Linked DNA regions of Sus scrofa: all the other regions are linked to region 1. A link is a contact called in public Hi-C data. All regions are on one chromosome and are shown on one strand. The core of a region is the stretch at or near the end of the contact, and the rest is flanking DNA. Distances in the headings are between cores, read along the strand shown.

Region 1 (4,545 bases), core at 570-3,069:
AATTCCAATCAAACATTGCAAAATATTTTGGACTATCCCATTTGCTAGTCAAAAACAGTCTGAGGGGCCTCGAGGAGAAGCAAAAACACAATCTTCCCCCAAAAGAGCTCCTTCACAAGAATCAGGTCACTGAAGTTATGAGAGATTTACATCCAAACGCTATATTCGATTTTAGTGCTTTTGTCCATTATTTCTCTACATCTGGAATTCTTGTCTTGAAATTATCTTTCAAAATGTGGTTTAAACGAGACTTTTGTAAAATCTTTGATCAACCCTGTCAACCTTCCCTAATTAATTACTACCTCTTCTCAGCTATGTCTTTTACGTTTACCATAGAGTGTTTGTTTTTATTTTTCTCTACCCACAACTCTTTGACCTACGTAGTGCAGGATCCATGGTTTACATGTCTCTGTTTCCCAGAGGCTTATCATATCAGAGCCTAATTTTTTTTTTAATGTACTAAGTGTTTACTGGATTTTTTAACCATATTTTTGGTTCAGATCTAAATATTTTACTTAATTGCAAACTCTACTTATAAACTCTTTATTAACTAATGACACCTGAGTGGTATATTACTTTTCCATGAGAAAAAGATTCACAAAAATTTAGACACACAGTTATCAGTTGCTTGGGACACAAATTCCAGCTAGAACAAGGGCAACTAAAATAGAAATTAGAAAGGTGCCAAAGGCAAGAGTCAACTATTTGGAGCCATTTTGGGGAATGAGAATTTTGTAGAGGTTTTGTAGCTTTTAGATGCTTTCTAGAGAAAATTCAGAATAATTTATTTTTCTTTGCTCAAGCATTTAAGTTATAAAAAATATATATATATATATATATATAAGATTCTATCAGATTCAAAGAGCAAGATGTGTATGTGCATGTGTATTTTCTTGCAGAAAAGAAAAATCTTTATTACCTTAAGTCACTTTGCATATTGTTATTGTTCCTGAATTTTTTTCAGAGATATATTCTAGTCATTATATTCCTTATTTACAAATAGATAAATTTCTAATGTTGCCCTCTTCAGTGAAAGGAGCAACTTGTTTTCTCTCTTTTAATCGATTCGAAAAGTTAAATGACATATTCAGGTCACTGAGAAAGTGAATGTCAGGGTTGACATGGGTTGAGATTTATCTAACAGGCCCTCCTTCACCTGCAGTTAGTGACTGGTTACATGATGCAGAAAAAAGGCATTAGCTTTAGTGTCCAAATCCTGAGATCAAATTAGAAATTCACAATTTCCCTGGGCAGCAATGGGTCATTATTTCATGTCTCTGGGGCTCAGTTTGTTTCTTCTTTCATTAAATGGATATACTATACCCTGTCTTTTATAGTATTTTCCTGAGAATCACATGAGTTAAGTGAAAAAGTATATGGAAAGCAATAAAAATGTTTTTGTTAAATTGGAAATATACTCATAGTAACTCTGTGAATCAGGCAAATAAGAATTTCACTCATCTGGTCTATCACTCTCTATATGGGATCACGGTTCTGGATTCAGAACTGTGAATTCAAAAGAAAAACTCTTTGTGAGCATTGTTTAGGCAATGTTAGATTTTCCAGGACACTGCAGACAATATACCACCCCTAACATGAGACCACAGAGGTGTTGCAATATTCATAAGTGGTCCAGATCTCTGCTTTATGTCTCTTCTGAAAGAAGGCAAAGTGTTTTTCTCTATCTAGTTCTCACAAAAGAAGTGGGCAGAAATGTTAGCCGTGTGACTTTAATGAGTATCACATGAACAAGTTGCCTACACACTGCTTTGGAAATGTCACCAAATGGAACGTTGCACCTAGAAAGGGCATAAAACTGAGCAAGATAATGATGCAGTCGTTGCCTGGTACACAAGTGAGGGCATCACCTTTGCTGCTGGAAAGTGTAACAGGGATGCAGTCAGTTGGGTTACGACATGCACAGCAATTGCTCAGAACATGTTGATGCACCTGCTTTTAACTTGAAAATTGGTTCTTCTCTCAAACAAAACCAAGGAAACCTAAACAAAGCATGCAGAGAGAATGCCTGGCACATCCTCCAGGTACTTGTTTTCCCGTTGTTAGGCAGTTAGAAGTTCAGCCAACGCTTAAAATGCACACTTAGTCATCCACACTTCACACATTTTCTGTTTCCATAAGTGTGGTTGATAAACAGTTAGTTAAAAACTCTCACAGATAATACTTCCAGAACTCCCTTCTGTTTCAAGCCTGTTACCCATGGAACTCTTCCAAGCAAAACAAACAGTAAGAACTTCGGGACAACCTCTGTGGGGCTCGTACCTCCCATTCACATGATTAAACTTTCATCTCATTGCCATTTGGCTGCCCAAGGATTTTCTAAAACTTAGCTTGGATTCTCTGCATGGCATTATAGCAAAGGTGGACTGCTTTGATGAGGAGCCTGGTTGGACAATAATTAACTGTATGCCTTTCCACCCTCACCCTGGCTCCTGGAAGGTGGGTACAGTAAAATACCAGAATCATTTTTATATCACTCATGCTTAAAACAGGACTTGGCATCTAATAGGGCCTCAGTAAATATTTGTTGATTCTCTTATCACATATTTCCTATCAACCCATACCTTTGTTTGTAATAAAGTTTCTGCCTCCATGTCTTCATTCTAACTAATAATACCTAGCTTCTTGAGTATCTTGCAGCAAATTTCAACCCTCTCAATTAACCAAAAATCTTTGAGCTACTCATCACGCATTCACTCATTTACTATCACCAAGCTCTTCACCTCCTTCCTCAATTTCTACAAATATTTATCATCAACTGCCTGAAAGCTTCATTCAACATTTTATGCAAGTTTGAAAACTGCATAATCACCGCCATGTGTCATAGCACTCAGCAGAAATATGTGAGCCATGAGTGAATGCAAAGGTGTACTTTTAATTCTTCTAGTAGCTATATTTTAAAAAGTAAAAAGTAAAAGGTAAATTTAAGTAATATAGTTTTAACTGCAACTATAAAAAATTATCATTTCAACATGTGTTCAATATAGAAATTATTAATGACCATATGATATTCTTTTTTTCTTCAAAATCTGGAGTATATTTTAGGCTCACAGCCTGTTGAGTTTGGACTAGCCATATTCCAAGTGTCAATGGCCACATGTGACTAGTGGTTACCATATTGGACAGCACAGACCTATAAAATCACCTTTGCATTAAAGAAAGAAAGGTGTAAATAGAACTTCAATACAAAATAGATTACGGTGAATGTGATGTTAAAACAATAAAACATGGAGGCCAAGAGAGGACTCAGTTCTAAGAGGAGGGATAGACATGGGTTCCTTTGGACCTACTCTAACTTTCCCATTTACAAACCACTGCATCCTCTCATCATACTGGCTGCTTTCTCCTTCATTCAATCACGGTGTGTTATCTATGTATCTGTGCAAGTAGTTATGCGTTTCCTAGAACTATTCATAAATGGATGACACGTTTGTGTGAGGGTAAGTCCACGTGTAAATGAATGTGACCCTGCAGCCTAGATAAACACTGTGATTAGAATACATGGAAGGGGCAAATGTAGGATAAAAAGGAAGAGGCTGAAACAAAAAAGACAGAGCTGTGATTGGCAGAGTTTATGATGATGTTTTCTTTTCCTAGGGGATTACCAAAATATCATTGTAGGCAATGAATAAGTCAAAGGCGTACCTAGTTAAAGGGAAAACTAATTTTGTTTTTCTCCCTCATAGGAAAAAGAATTAGTAGAAATTAATGATATTGTTTTCATGGACACCTGTTATATAAGGATCTCCTAGTTCTTGACTAGGTATGAATTTTGAATGTAAAATTCAGAATGCTTGTATTCCCCAAGCTTGGCAGAGGTATTCCTAATGTTACTATTTTCGACACAGCACAGATTAGCCTGAGGAGACACAAAGAAATAAAACAGAGAATCACTTTAAGATCCATTGTAAATTAAATGATAAAAGACTGGGGAAAAATGCATCAAAACAACACTGAACATATTTGTATGTTCAGTAAAGCATTTGCCCAGGAAGAATTTATTCACAAAGCAGTTAAGAGGAGAGCTGTGTTTTGGAGGTCAGGCATTTGATTTGATTGAGAAGAAAGGAAAGTCATTGAGAAGCAGAAACACAAGAATGAAACATAACACATCCTAAACCTACTTAAGAAAGTGGAATAGGAAAACAAAATAAGTAGCTGTACACAAAACTGACACAAAGGTAATAAATGGCAGTGAGGGAGGAAGGAAATAAGAGGAACCTGGACTCAGATTTCACAGACTCATCCTCGATTCACTGGCCACTAGTGAGTTATTTGGTCTCTCTCCACCTCAGTATCCTTATCTGAAACGTGGGACTCATAATAACACCTGCTCAGTGGGGATTAGACAAGTCATCTCTACAATGCATTTAGGACAAAGCCTACCCAAAATAAACAAGTGACTCATTTTAACCAAAATTGTCAAAAGCTTTGGGTCACAAAGTTTACAATTTGCTGACAAGAGGGATTGCATGCTATTGGGAAGTATCTGATAAGTTATATTTAATGGGGAAAAAAAGATCTTAT
Region 2 (4,545 bases), core at 910-3,409, 360 kb before region 1:
TAAAGGTCTGGCATTGTCACTGATGTGGCACAGGTTCAATCCCTGGCCTGCAAACTTTCAAGTGCCACCAGTGCAGCAAAAAAAAAAAAAAAAAAAAAAAAAGTCGGTGTTGTACTGACACAGGCTGACACACAGGTCAATGGAATAGAGCCAACAGTCCAGAAATATAACCACATATCAATGGTTAACTGACTTTAGACAAGAGTGCCAAGACCATTCAATGGAAAAAGAAGAGCTTTTCCAAAAAATGGTGCTGGGAACAACTGGAGACCGATATGCAAAAATGAAGTTGGATCCTTATCTTATGCCATCTGTAGCAACTAACTCAAAATGTATCAGAGAATTAGATATAAGGCCTAAAAGTATAAAACTCAGAAGAAAATATAGGGGTAAGTCTCATGACATCAGATTTGGCAAAGAATTCATGGATATGATACCAACAGTCTCACCAACTAAAGGGGAAAAAAAAAGATAATTTGGACTTCATCAAAATTTAAAACACTTGTGCTTTGAAGTACACTATCAAGAAAGTGGAAAGACCATCCACAAATAGCAGATCAAAATGTATTTGCCAATCATAAATTTAATGAGAAATATCCAGAATGTATAAACAACTCAAATAACTCAATAATAAAAAGATGAATACCCAACAGAAAACTAGACAAAGAATCTAAATAGACACATTTCCAAAGAAGATATACAAATGATCATTAAGCACATAAAATTATCCTCAACCTCATTAATCATTAGGGAAATGAAAGTCAAAACCATGATGAGAGATATGACTTCATGTCTAGAATGTCTGGAATAAAAAAAAAATTACACAATAATAAGTGCTAGTGAGGACATGGTGAAATCAGAACTCTTATATTCTGCTCATGGGAATATGAAATGATACAGCCACTTTGGGAAATAGTCTGGCAGTTCTTTGAGTAAACATAAAGTTATTTATTATGTGATCTGGCAATTCTACTCCTAGGTATACATGCAAGAGAAATAAAAACATATGGCTACATAAAAACTTGTTTATAGCAGCAGTATTCATCATAATGTTTATAGCAGCAGTATTCATTATAGCCCCCAAATGGAAATAACCCAAACATCCATCAACAGATCAATGGAAAAACAAAAAGTACTATATCTTTATGATAGAATATTATTTGGCTATAAAGAGGACTGAGGTGCTGATACATGTTACAGCATGGATGACTCTTGGAAATATTATGCTAAGTGAAAGAAGCCAGTCATAAGAGGCCACATATTATATGATTCCATTCATATGACATTTGTGGGCAAATCTATAGAAACACAAGTAGATTAGAGGTTGCTTGGAGCTAGAAGAAATAGGAAGATAAATGGATGGTATCTAAAGGGTATGGTTTCTTTTTGAGGCTGATGGAAAATGTTCTTAAATTGTCTGTGATGATAGCTGATCTGTGACGATACTAAAAGCCATATAGTTTAAATGGGTGAATTTTCTGGTGTGATGGTTACCTTTACATGTCAACTTTGCTAGGTCATGGTACCCAGACAGCTGGTAAAACATTCATAGAGATTTTTGTGAAGGTATTTCATAAATGAGATTAACTCAAATCAGTAGATTTTGACTAAAGCAGTTTCCTGCCCATAATGTGGATTTGCCTCATCCCATTAGCTGAAGGCCTTAATAGAAGAAGACTAACCTCTGAAAGCAAGAAGGGATTCTGGCCGCCTTAAAACGGCAACTCTTCCCTGGTTCTTGGGCTCTGCATATTTTAGATTTGCCAAACCTCCACAATCACATGAGCCAAGTCCTTAAAATCAATCTCTCTTTTTTCTCTCTCCACACACACACACACACACACATCCTGTTGGTTCTTTTCTCTGGGGAAACCTATTACATATGGTATACGAATGTATCTCAATAAAGCTGTTTAAAAAATAAGGAAACTCAGGAAAAGTGAGGCTAATTAGCTGCCCAAGTTTCCACAGCTGGAAAGTAGCAGCATGGAAAGATTCTGTTTAGGACAGCATGCTACCCAAGGTGTTATTTGTGCTTTTGGTAACCTTGGGCCGGGTGTGGAATGTTGTTGAGAAGTTAAAGCTAAGTCTAGGATGAAGGTATGATAGCACCAAAGTGGGAGCTGCTGCAGAGGGTGTTGAAGAGGAGGAACCAGACCCTGTGGCAGGGGTGTTATTCAACATGTTTATCAACTGGCATGGTACAGACATTAGCCTGTCAGAATAGACCTGGCCATTCTGGGACCAACTGGGACTGGAATGAAGTTTGCACCAGCTTAATATTAGCCCTGACCTCTAAAAGGGTTATGATTAGCGGCATTCTCCTTTGAGCAAGTACTTATCATGAGGCAGCTTGATTACTTCCTACTTCCCTCCTTGAAGCACCACAGGGGTGCCAAGTCACCATGAAAGGATTTCTGCAATTGACTACAGAAATACACACATTTTTTTTTTTTTTTTTTTTTTGCTTTTGCTCTGCCATTCCTCAGTTGGAGACAGAGATTAGGAAACTAACATGTTATGATTTTGGGTAATGAACTTTAACTTCAGTGCATGTTTTTTCTTTTTTTAATATCATTTATGCTATTCACTCAGATTCTAGAATTCCTTCTGCAGTTGCAATTATGACCTACGCCAGATCCTTTACCTCATTGTGCCAGATGGGGATTGAACCTATGTCCTGGTGCTGAACACTGTCAGTCCCCTAGTGCCACAGCGGGAACGCCTCCTTATGCAGTTTTTGATAGGCAAGACTTCTCCTTGCTGCAAAGCATTTCTCAGATGATGTTTCCAGGTAGAACCCCACAAGGTAGCAATCACAGGTGTTTAGTCTGTGGGGGATGGATGGCATTAACCAAATTCTCAAACACCTGCTTTAATCATTGCCTATATTTACTTAAGACATTTTATGGAATGTTGCAATGCCTAATGTGTTGTAGTCATGAGGGAGGCAGTGACCTCCTGAAATCCACAGAAAAGACAGAGAGAAAAACATTCATGTTTCTATAGAATACAACTGTACAGCAACCTGTAGGCTTATGCTTGCTTTTATAGGACTCCCATGATCAGGGTAAGGGAAAACCAAACAATGAATCAGAAAGTTTTCTGATGTTCACGGAGTCAGAGAAAACTGATTTTTGTAGGCTTCTGGGACACTTATCCTAAAACTTAGAGTGTTGCTTCTTTTTAGAAACTATAAAAGACAATTAAAATCGTCTATTTTTTCTTTTACTTATTTATTCACTTTCTCATTAATTTATTCCATACAAGCCAATCCCCAAAAGTGTGGGACAACTGACATTTAGGGCCTGAAATCTGGCTGGAGTTTTGTTTACCAAGCTGTTCCCTGTGGGACTGTGAGCCCAGAATGGGGCACTTTTGTCCAATTCATCTGCTCAAAGGGGAGGCCTTTTAAAAAATCCATCTATCCATGAAAACTACTACATTTAGAATGGATAGGCAATGAGGTTCCACTGTATAGCATAGGGAACTATATTCAGTCTCTTGGGATAGGCCATAATGGAAAAGAATATAAAAAAGAATGTCTATATGTATATAACTTGGCTGTACAACAGAAATTAGGACAACATTGTAAATCAACTATACTTTAATTAAAAGAAAACTACTCAGAGATCTGTTTGTGCAATCTGTAGTCCTGTGCTTGAGTTTAACTACAAATCCGATATGGTTTTACCCTTAAATGAGCTTGAAACATAGCAAAACTTGATACATTCTTTCCTCTCATTTACAATGTTGAATAAACCCTGATATATCTGTTCTAATTCAGCTCTTTTTTATTCAATACTCTTTATCAATTATAGAAAATTTCAGTCATTCCATGAGCTCATTAATTTTAATAGGCTGCAGAGAGATGACAACTTGTTTTATCTGAGTCCCATTCTACACTGATGTTTTAAGGAGATTTATACCCTCAACTGAGTCCTTTGTGAGAGGCCATAATCAACAAGACACTCCCAACATAATTTAATACCGTGGATCATTTCTTAGAAGGCCTAAGTATAATGTGGACTTCATCTTCAGAAGGATTCAGTGTCCCTATATTTTGGAGTCTGCTAGCTTCGTAGGTCTTGACAAATCATCTTCCTCCATGCCAACAGCCCCATGAAGGGGAAATATTAGATCTTTCTGTGTCATCTCTGCTGACTGATTGCCTAACTGCTGTAACAGTTCCACTCATGGAAAATTTTGCATTTAGAAGAAGACTGTCCCATCTTCTAATGCTTAGGATATTTTCCCCCTTAAAATAATGCCATTATCTGTCTACTTATTATGTCTACCTATACTAGTCCTGGACCTATTTCATGGGGTGCATGCAGGACAAGTCTAATTGCAAATCAGCTTCAAATGCCTTCTAGTATTGAAAAATTTGAATATACCCATCCACCTATTCTTTCCTCCAAACTTCTTTCAGTAGATATTAAAATTAATGTATAATTTAAAAAATAGTGGCTTGAGAGAATATCATTAATTAAACAAACATGTATTTCCTTAAGATACATTTGAATTGTCAGCAAAAAAAAAAAA
Region 3 (4,545 bases), core at 735-3,234, 300 kb before region 1:
CACAGAACTCTTTATTTACTGCGATATTTTGGCACGTGACCATTAGAATTGTTACTTTCTTCCATTTTTTAAAAATATACCTCAGTTTTTGAATCTGTAGAATGGGGAAAATATATTGTAAGGGGCTTTTTCAAAAGGCTTCCTGAGAAGTCCTGCATTAATTACAGATTGTGAACTCCGTGCAAAAGTTCCGATTGTCACATCCTTGAGGGCAGCACTGTGACATTCTTTATTAGATTTCTACCTGGTCAATTCTGAAGAGAGAGACAGAAAAATCACATTCAGGAAAAGTTCTTCAGGGCAGGACACCAGAGGAAAATAAGAATAATGAGGTAATACAAATGGTAAAGTAAACCAGGCAAAAGACCAAGAAATTCCTTGCAAAGGGAGACTGGAGACAATCAGCTCTCACCTACCTACAGCTTCCAGCTCCTTTCAAACAGCCTGAGACAAAGAACATTCTTCTCTGGCGATTTTTGAAAGTCAAAGCCAAACAATCCCCCTAACTTGCAGTGCGGTTAAAGGACATCCCTTCACTGTTCACGGCTGGCCTCAGACCACTGGCTCTACTGACATCATTCTAGTCATATGATGGAGATGTTGACAGTTTGCAGAGACTTCAGTCCAATTCCACAGTAATCCAGGGTCAAGGTTATTCTCCTAAGCAAATGCAAGTGAAATAATGGAAAGGTCAATTCATTTTATCACAGTTGGGTTGTACAGGCTTTGTGCCTTCACCTAGGGTTCCCAGAACAAGAAGTGTTCTCTCTCCTCTCTCCTCTTAAGAACTTTTGGTATTTTGAAATAAAAAAAAACTAAGCTTTATATTACAACAGCTCCTGTTTTGGCACACTCCGAAGCTGTGTTCTGATGCCCTCAATCAACAGCCTCTATCCTAACAGTTCTTTATCCATTCTAGCTGGCCTGAAACCAATTCTCTTTCTTGACCTCTCATTTAATGCTTTAGAAACAAAATGATACTTTATGAACCAATTAACAAATTCAGCTGTATTTTCTACCACAGAATTATATTGATTTCATGGGACTTCACTTAAAAAACCAATTTGTGGGGATTTAGGTCACCTTTTGATAATTTAACCTACAAAAGACTAATGATATTTTATTGTCTGGTCAAATCTGAACATTCAAGAGTATAACAAAGAGTTATATTATTCTATACCACAAGATCAAAAGGTGATTGATTGTTGTAAGACTGGAATTTTATTACTGCTGTTCAAAGGTATATGATTACCATGAAACAGTGCTACAAATAGAATCATAATAGCTGTTATTTATGTCTATAGATATCTATATTTATTTATTTTGAATATTACTGCAAAAAGATAGCTCTTCTCCACTCAAGGCACTAAATCTTGCACAGTTTACTAGCACAAGAAATGGAAACTTTTGATGGCACACATAGAATTCGGTGTTTATAATGTTCAAAAGGTAAGTTTAATATTTAAATTGGGTTTTGTTTTTGGCCTGGCTATCATTTTCGGGTTTGTCTCTATGCTAGTCAATTGCTGAAGCTCAGATTCTTCCTTGTTTTTCAGTGGTTAATTCTGAGTTAAAGAAAAAGTTTTCTCTTCTCTCCTCCATCTCTCACCCAGGTTTTCTCAAGCTCATTGATTTTGTGGCCCAGGTGACTTTTGATTAATCTTTTCCTCATAGTCTTGGCTTGCTTTATCTAGTTACCATATTTAAAATCTGTATTATAGACACTAGATCAAGATAAAGTTTTCTAAAAGTAGTGCTGATGACATACTCTCTCACTAGCACAGAAGGGCTGTGGTTTTCCACCCAGCACAGAGGCACAAGAAACAAGGATCCTTTTCTGCGCTGGTTCCAAAAAGAAGGTCTGAGGCTCTCAGGGTTTCCTTGTCTCTCTGTGATCACACACATATTGCTAATGGCCCAAGGCACTCATACACGTCCGGGAGCTCTCCAGCCTTCTCTTGAACTAATTCCTTCCAGAGCATCTGTTCAAGTGTGACTCATCACTTTACAAAGCCACTGCCTCCCCGCACTCCTGCTGCCAAATGCAGAGGGCATGTCTTTCCCATTGGATTCCTGCCATTTCTTTCATACATTTGACGTAATCCTCTTCCCCATTGTTTCTGTGCATCAGCTTGTACAAAATTAGAGACAAAAAAAAAAAAAGTAGAGCAGAACCTAAAAACCTACAAAATGACTCTGCTGAGATTCCTTCGGTTATCCTGGGGTTCCTTTGGCTGTGAAAGTCTCTGCCAGTTTGAAGAGGGACTTTTATTTCTGTTTATTGGCATGTTTGTTTTCGGTGGGAGAGTGGGATGTTCTAAGGCTTCATATGATTTAGAAAAGAAGAGAGATAAGAGAAGATATAAAAAATATATATTTAGACATGCTGAAGAAGTAAAAAAAAATTTAAATAAAAGAATTGGACATATTTAGTCAAATTTACCATCTGAGCAGACACTAGACCTTACTAGAGATTTCGTGGCAACAGAAATATTCATCATATCCTGTCTCTGCCTGGACTTTCCTCCATTAATTATCCCTTCTCTTCTCAGTACTGTCAACCTTTTCCTTTTCACTGGCATCTTTCCCTTAGTCTATAAACATGCTCAAGTCTCTCCCATCTTTGAAACGAATACTTCCTCAACTCTGTCTGCACTCTAGCTACTGAACCTTCTCCTTAAAAATATTTTTTAACTTAAAAAAAATTATTTTTTCTTTTTAGGGCCACACCTGGGGTATATAGAGGTTCCCTGGCTAGGGATCAAATCGGAGCTGCAGCTGTAGGTCTACACCACAGCCACAGCAACTTGGGATCTGAGCCACATCTGTGAAGTATGCTGCAGCTCAATGTGGGAGGCTTAACCCACTGAGCGAGGCCAGGGATTGAACTTGTATCCTCATGGATACTAGTTGGGTATCCACTAGTTGAGCCACAACAGAAACTCTCTAAAAATAGTTTTTAAATAGCCCATCTTATAGAACAAGTGACCTATGTACACTGTTTCTACTTCCTAATATTGTCCTTTCCCCTTATTGATTACAATCCCTCCCATCCCTACATAATTGCTATTCCAAAGGGAGTGTCTATTTTGCTAATTCCAATTTTATTATTCAGTACTCTTGGAGACAAGTGAATGAAAACAATTCCAGGTGAGTTAAGCCAAAAGAAAATTTGTTTATTTTTAGTCTTTATTTGTCTTTTTTTAGGGCCGCACTCACAGCATATGGTGGTTCCCAGGCTAGAAGTAGAATCAGAGTCGTAGCTGCTGCACTATGCCACAGACACAGCCACAGCCACAGCCACAGCAGATCCAAGTCTTCATTGATACTAGTCAGATTTGTTTCCACTGAGCCATGATGGGAACTCTCAAGAAATTTATTTTTCTTATTGTGGTTATTATATTACTTAGCTCCTTTACCGAAAAAAAATTCGTAGTTACAGCCGACTTCATTCAAGCCCAGTTGAACTAGGGCTTACCATTACTTTCTTGACTCTGCTATCCTTGAATTTAGCTTTACTTCTTGACTAGTTCATGCTACATGGTGGCAAAAGATGACAAAGATTTCTAGGTTCACATTCTCATTGCTCTACATCTATCAGAAAAAGATTGTTTGATCTTATCTCCCATGTAAGTCTCAAAGTTAACTGGTCAACTCAGAATGAGTTACATACCCACTGCAGTCCCAGGGGCTGCAACATTCTGATTAAGGCTTGTGTCATATGTATTTGGAATCAAGTATAGTTTTGAATTTTAACTCTAATAGCGCTTATTGCTAGTAGTAATATAACTACCCCTACCATGTCATATACTTCGCAGCTAACACCTGTTCTTTATAATAACTATACAAATTACACATTAAACATTTTGAAGATGATAGGTATTTGAAGAACTTGAGTCATTGGCCCAACTCTTTTTTTTTTGAATAGTTATTTCCCCAATACAGTTTTTTTTCTACTGTACAGCATGGTAACCCACTTACACATACATGTACACATGCTATTTTCGCACGTTATCATGCTCCATCATCATAAGTGACTGGACATAGTGTCCAGTGCTACACAGCAGGATCTCTTTGCCAATCTGTTCCAAAGGCGATAGTTTGTATCTGTTAGCCCCAAGCTCCCCTAGTATCCCCACTCCCTCCTCCTCCCCCTTGGCAACCATAAATCTATTCTGCAAGTCCATGATTTTCTTTTCTGTGGAAAGGTTAATTTGTGCCTTATATTGGATTCCAGATATAAGTGATATCATATGGTATTTGCCTTTCTCTTTCCGACTTACTTCACTCAGTATGAGAGTCTCTAGTTCCATCCATGTTGCTGCAAATGGCATTATTTCATTCTTTTTCATGGCTGAGTAGTATTCCATTGTGTATACATACCACATCTTCCTAATCCAATCATCTGTCAATGGACATTTGGGTTGTTTCCATGCTATTGTGAATAGAGTTGCAATGAACATGCAGGTACATGTTTTTTTCAAGGAAAGGTTTGTCTGGATATATGCCCAAGAGTGTGATTACTGGCTCATATGGTAGTTCTAT

Evidence for each region. Hi-C and Micro-C count contacts between places; a contact is called where the count stands out from the background.
Region 2: a contact with region 1 is called in a Hi-C map of heart right ventricle, with 7 times the contacts expected there. A contact is called at or near these places in 3 of 47 Hi-C or Micro-C datasets (heart right ventricle, liver and skeletal muscle).
Region 3: a contact with region 1 is called in a Hi-C map of fetal heart ventricle, with 2.1 times the contacts expected there. A contact is called at or near these places in 4 of 47 Hi-C or Micro-C datasets (embryonic fibroblasts, fetal heart ventricle and liver).

Annotation. Positions count from the first base shown.
Region 1 is chr5:53,186,057-53,190,601 of Sscrofa11.1, forward strand. No RefSeq gene overlaps it. Among named protein-coding and RNA genes, the nearest start is that of PDE3A, 450 kb to the left of the region's middle.
Region 2 is chr5:52,828,217-52,832,761 of Sscrofa11.1, forward strand. No RefSeq gene overlaps it. Among named protein-coding and RNA genes, the nearest start is that of PDE3A, 93 kb to the left of the region's middle.
Region 3 is chr5:52,883,862-52,888,406 of Sscrofa11.1, forward strand. LOC106510350 (a long non-coding RNA gene) reads right to left here. Exons shown (of 4, transcript XR_001308778.2): 2 at 417-660. Among named protein-coding and RNA genes, the nearest start is that of PDE3A, 150 kb to the left of the region's middle.